Regions from separate parts of the Mus musculus genome. Here region 1 is linked to region 2. Evidence: chromatin contacts called from public promoter capture Hi-C data. All regions are on one chromosome and are shown on one strand. Each heading gives the region's core, a stretch centred on a gene start, on an enhancer-like site or on the middle of the called end of the contact. The rest is flanking DNA. Distances are from core to core; before and after follow the strand shown.

The links. Promoter capture Hi-C pulls out the DNA fragments that hold promoters and counts their contacts.
Region 1: a promoter capture Hi-C map of cranial neural crest shows a contact between it and region 2. The contact joins the promoter of Ears2 here to the promoter of Knop1 in region 2. A contact is called at or near these places in 2 of 39 promoter capture datasets (cranial neural crest and liver).

Annotation. Positions count from the first base shown.
Region 1 is chr7:122,065,782-122,068,634 of GRCm38.p6, forward strand. It overlaps Ears2 (glutamyl-tRNA synthetase 2, mitochondrial), which reads right to left and starts at 1,305. Exons shown (of 9, transcript NM_026140.3): 1 at 1,124-1,305. The coding sequence starts at 1,262. It overlaps Ubfd1 (ubiquitin family domain containing 1), which reads left to right and starts at 1,417. Exons shown (of 7, transcript NM_138589.2): 1 at 1,417-1,703; 2 at 1,883-2,212. The coding sequence starts at 1,502.
Region 2 is chr7:118,854,669-118,857,641 of GRCm38.p6, forward strand. It overlaps Knop1 (lysine rich nucleolar protein 1), which reads right to left and starts at 1,330. Exons shown (of 5, transcript NM_023197.3): 1 at 955-1,330. The coding sequence starts at 1,108. It overlaps Iqck (IQ motif containing K), which reads left to right and starts at 1,084. Exons shown (of 9, transcript NM_001374605.1): 1 at 1,084-1,293. The coding sequence starts at 1,107.

The DNA.
Region 1 (2,853 bases), core at 55-2,554, 3.2 Mb after region 2:
TAGAGGCAGTGCTTGCTAAGTGCCTCTGCTGTACTGGCTCAAACCCGTCAGACAGGCACTATTATTAGCCCTACTTGACAAATCACAAAATTGGGACATAAACAGAGCAAATAATTCTGCCAAAGCAACACATCTAGGGATTGGCAAAGACAAAAATATAGATGCAGAAAATGCCAGGCCTTGGATGCCTGCATAAGTGCTTCTTCCAACAAGGTGAGTATCCCAGTTCATGTTGACCATAGGTAAACACAGACACTGTGATACTTAGATACTTGCAGTCATTTGATAAGCTATTTTACATCACTGAGACTAACAAAAAGAAAGATGATTTTGTTCTCTCGGTTTTGAGACACTCATTTTCTCCCTAGCAGTTTCGTTTATATCAGTCTTAAAAACAGATTCACAACAGTTAACTATGAACCAGGGCTTCTACCACATATCGAAGTTCCACAATCTACATTGCCTGCCTGGAGGTAATGCGTTCTTCCTGTGCAGCTGAGACTCAGAAATATCTTTTCCTGCTGACCCTAGACCTAGAATGAACGGTTGCTCAGTGTGAACAGGGTAGAAGGTGGCTTGAACTAAAGGTTGGGAATTTGTGGGAAGGGAGGAGACACAGAATTCCTAGCAAGATATACATGGGCCTCTGTTTTCTTCTGACTTGCTAAGCTGCCAGCAAACTCAGGCTTTTGTGCATGTCGTTTCCTCTTAGGCTTCAAGCGGGTCTTCTTGACACTTGTTCTCAACTCAAATGTTACCTCTTCAGCAATACCTTCTAGGGCGCCCTATCCCGCTTCACTGCCAAAATGGACACATATGACTCTAGGATTTGTCGGTTTCTTCAAAGCCAGAACCCTGACTTTTCAATGACCACTGCATTATAGCGCATAGGCCTTGGCATAAAGTCTATACGCTCTGCACACAGCGTGCAATAAGAAAGGACAGAGACAATACAACAAGGAAACTTCTAGCAATCTCAATCACTTCAAATCCTAGCCCTCCACCTCCGTCTCTTTAAAACGGGGTCGCGCAGACAACCCCGGAAGGGACTGTTTCTGGAACTTTCGGGGGCGGGGACGGGAAGGTGGGCTGCGGCGAGCGGCGTCACGTCCGTTAGGATTACCTGTGGGGCTGGGAGCGAAGCGCACTCGCACCGGGGCCCCGGGATCTGGGCCCAGACTGGCCTCGCGCCGCCCCACGCGGTGCCCGAGGGCCACCACGTGCGGCTCGGCCAGCAGAAGCCTCTTGAGGGGCGCCGCCATGTGGACTAGAAACACACACGTGGGCTCCTTCGCGCGTCACTTCCGCTCGGCGGGGGGGAAAAAAATCACTCCAACCAATCAACTTTCGCCACAGCGAGCGCGGCCCTGCCACTTAAAGGCGTAAGCCGCCTATCTGGGCTGCTCACGCCCCTCTGGACTAGGGCGGCGATGCGCCGCCGCTCGGGGACCGAGCGCTGCGAGCAGGCGATCTCCCAGACCCGCCCCCTCCGGCTGCGGGAATGCTAAAGCGTGGCAGGGGCCGGCCCGGGAAGCGGAGGAGGCGGGTCTCCATAGAAACCTCCACCTGTTTCCGGCCAGCCTGTGTGAAATTAGGGGCTGGTGCGGGGGCCAATCTCCGCCAGCTCGCTTCTTCCCGGCGGCCCCTGCGGTCGTGGTGGGTGTTGTACACAATCATCATGGCGGCGGCCGGAGCCCCGGATGGTGAGTGTGGCGGGGAAGGCGGTCGGTCGGCGGCTGAAGAGCTTGCGGACGCTGCCGGGGTCGTGGGACCGGGCCTGGCCCCGGAGGGAGGAGCGTGGCGCGGCAACGACGGTGCCCGGGCCCGTTCTCGTCGCAGGCCGGGCTCGTGGCGAGCACCCACCCCCCTAACCCCTTTGCAGGCATGGAGGAGCCAGGCATGGACACGGAGGCCGAGGCTGTGGCCACCGAGGCGCCCGCACGGCCCCTCAACTGCGTGGAGGCCGAAGCAGCCGTAGGGGCAGCGGCGGAGGACTCCTGCGACGCGCGAGGCAACCTGCAGCCGGCCCCGGCCCAGCCCCCTGGGGACCCTGCGGCCCAGGCCTCGGTCAGCAACGGCGAGGACGCGGGCGGCGGTGTGGGCAAGGAGCTGGTGGATCTGAAGATAATCTGGAACAAGACCAAACACGACGTGAAGGTCCCTCTGGACAGCACGGGGTCCGAGCTAAAGCAGAAGATTCACTCCATTACAGGTATTCGAGGAGCTGACACCCGACTGCTTCTACCCACGACCTACCTTCTAGCTCTTGATGCTTACGTCGTGCTAAACTGTTAGCGATTTTCTTGCGCCTAGACTCCCGCTATCCTCACTGCAGTTTTCTGAAATCAGTACTTGTATGTCCATTAGTAATCAGAGAGGGAAAATTAGGCCCAGAATGATAGTGGTACCACCAAGTGGTGGAGTGAGATGCAAGCCTGAATCTTGAGTATTAAGGCTCACCCTTCTAACTAATGTTGGACTGTCATTGCTAGGCGCGGTATTTATGAACTTTACAGGAGATTCTGAACAGGTCCAGTATTTAGCCACGGATTTATTTTCAGCAGACAGATCAGTTTCATAAGGGAAGTTCATGAAACAGTGTTATCAACTGTCCTAATGGCCCTTTATAAATATTCATACATGGCCGTTTTATTTGTTTTGGTTTGCTACTTGAAATACTTTCCTTAAAGCTTTCTCCATGTATCGGGTAAAAAGCTTATTGGCTTTCTGTATCTCCTACACTTGGGAATTTTCAGTATTTAAGTGGATAGAAGATAGAGTTATAACTTGGAAACAATGATACCTAGACATCAAACAATTCTAAATACCTTACATTCATGTAGAAGGACCAAG
Region 2 (2,973 bases), core at 80-2,579:
ATGGTGGCATTTTTCTCAACTCCATAATATTGAACATGGTTTTCCAGTTTGACCAATAGGATGGTAGAGTCAACCCTTGAGGCAGAAGTGGAGGGTGACTGGGCAGCTGGATGAAACAGCTGCCTTGATATAACTCACTCAGCATGTGTACTGTAGGGCTGAGGCAAGGAAGTCACTCTCGCCAACAGAGACGACATAAACAGGACTTCAGGGATGATAATTAACAAGAAAACATAACTGGGCCTCAAGACATACTGACTTTTAGAGGACATAGGAAGGGGACTCACAAAGGAGAGAAAGATACAAGTCCCGACAGGCCAGTATCAAGTAAGACCATGATGATTCTACAGGATTAGGGCCAGTGATCACGAAAAATAACCCGGACAAAAAGGTCCCAGGCGTCAGCTTAACCCACTTCTTTGTTTTGCCACTCAGCCAACAGCAACATACTCTTTTCCATCCCTTTAACTGTACTTCACTCGCGAGAAGTGGAACCGAACCTACACTGCATCACCTGCAAACACAAGCTTTCTTCAAAAGCGCCTTGTTTTTGAGACAAAGTTTGACTACGTCGCTAGGGCTGATCTGCATCCCGCGTGCCGGGGTTATAGACGTGGGCCACTATGCCCAGTGTGAAGGCACTCTTAAATTCCCGCGGCAGCAGTGGATAGGGTTAGTGTGACCAATAAGCCTCACAGGCCTCGGAGACTGTAACTCACTAGGTCTCAAAGTCAACAAGGTGCAAAACACGGACTCGAGCCAGAGGAGCGTGTGCTGCCCTCACCAACCGCAGGCTGCTTGCTAGCCAGGATCATCCCCATGCCTACTCCAAGGCGGGACGGCTTGGAGAGAAACCGAGGGCTGCAGGCGAGTTGGGGGTGACTTATCTTTGTTTTCCTCTCCCCCAGCGTGCAGCACCTTCCTCGGGGCCCCGCACAAACCACCCGCACTCACCTGGTTCGCTAGCAGGCCAAGCGTCCCCGCGTGAGCAGCCGCGCAGCCGCGATCCGGAAGTCAGCTTCGACTTTCTGGCCCGCCCCCTCGAAATCCTTCTCCTTCCGGGTCGCGGCCTCCCGGTGCCCTGGGTTGCTGTAGAAACCGCGTCCATGGCGGCGCCGAGACTTGTATCCAGCCGCAGCGTGCTGCGTGAGGAGGCGAGCGGCTCCGCGGATTCGCCGATCACTACGCGCACGCCGGTGCCCGCAGTGTCGCCCGGGTCTCCCGAAGTGCTCGTGTCACCCCCGCAGGTCGTCGAGCCGCCGGGGAAGAGCCTATGGGATCAGATCTGCGAGGGTAGGCGCCCCGCCGCTGGTCGGGCCGGGCGGGACGCGGGCGGGACCCGCCGGGACGCGCGTTCCAAGCCTCTGTGCGCCAGGCGGGTGACGCGCGCGGGCGGAGGAGCCGAGCCTTAGGCCCACACGCGGAGAAAGAGGTTGGCGTATGTCTTGGATTCCGGTGCGACCTCAGGCAACAGGCTCGCAGAAGGAAACCCGGTCAGAGAGTTGCGTAGTGTGAAGCTTCAGGGTAGAGACCCGGACCGCCCGCAGATCGCCCGAGGAAGCAGGGAATGAATGAACTCTGTAGACAGGCTCCGGTGATACTCAGGAAGTATTTTGGTGTGGACAAATAGATTTTGATCTCCACTTGCCCCAAAGCCTTTCTGAAGCCCCACAAGCAGGCTAGATCACTTGTTCCTTTGTAGCCCACGAACCTTGGTCATGGGGTCTTGTAATAGTCGTACAGCGGGCATAACAATGGTACCTATGTCGTGGTGTTAGGAGGTAGAACCACGTAGTCACAGATCCTAGGTTACAGGAAGAGTGTTAGTTTTCCTTCATTCCAAAGCCTCCAGATCTCAAAGGCAAGAGACACAGATTCATTCATAATAAGTCCGCTGTCTATCCCTTCTCCCTTTTCTCTCGCCTTTTTGGACTACAGACTGGCTTCCAGCTGAGTATCCTCCTGCCTCAGCCTTCCAGCTACTGAAAGATTTTCATTCTTGTGGCATTGGCTGTCCAATACAACACTAATAGAACGTTCAATAATCTGTGCTGTTAAATGGGTTTGGGGTGTAATTTGGGACTGGCAGACTAGAAGAACCAAATTTCTTATTTTACTTAATTTTGATAAATTTAAATAGCAATATTTATGGAATAGTTCCAGGTCAGTAAATGTTTCGTGAATGGAAACAGTGAATTTGTCAGTGTATAGAGGGAAAAATGGTGACTTGGAAGAAGTGGTGAGTTCAGAGGAAGAAGAGAAGAGTCAGTCAGTCCTCCCAGACCACAGGGCTTGCATTACTCCTTCCCTGTAACCTTTGCTTTAGAGAAAAGGTTTCACCCTGATGTTCTTGTAAGTTCTACCCTTAGGGTCCTTACCCGAGGAACTATCTGCAGCAATATTCAGGTGTCTATATACTTACTGTCTTTCACCCAGAGGATTCACTTTTCCAAGCCAATAGATCTTCATAGTACAGTTTATTGTATAGTTTGATACTTTTCTTATTGCTGTGAAAAATATCTGACAAAAGCAACTCAGAGACTTATTTGGGCTCACAGTTTGAGGATATGGTACATCATCCCAGTGGGGGCTCCTGGCAGCCGGTCCCGTTTGCATCCACAACTAAGAAACAGAGATGGATTCTGGGGCTCAACTCACTTCCTTCCTTTTATTCAGTCCAGGACCACTAGCCCACAGCAGTGTTGCTGCCCCGTCAAATTGGTAATATCACAAGTAGTACTGGGGAAGGTGCTCTTTGAGGGGGATAATTCCTACCTCACAGGGCTGTAGTGGGAACCAAGTGAGATAATGAGAAGATGCTCTGGACTTTGAAAGGCTCAATACATGGTCATAAATATTGATACTTTTTTTTGTCTTTTCTTGTGGAATCAGTTTCTGTGGGGTGTGTTATACCTGGATAAAAGCAAGGACAAAGGGTTTTAGTGCTCTCTGAAAAGCAAGGGAATTGATGTC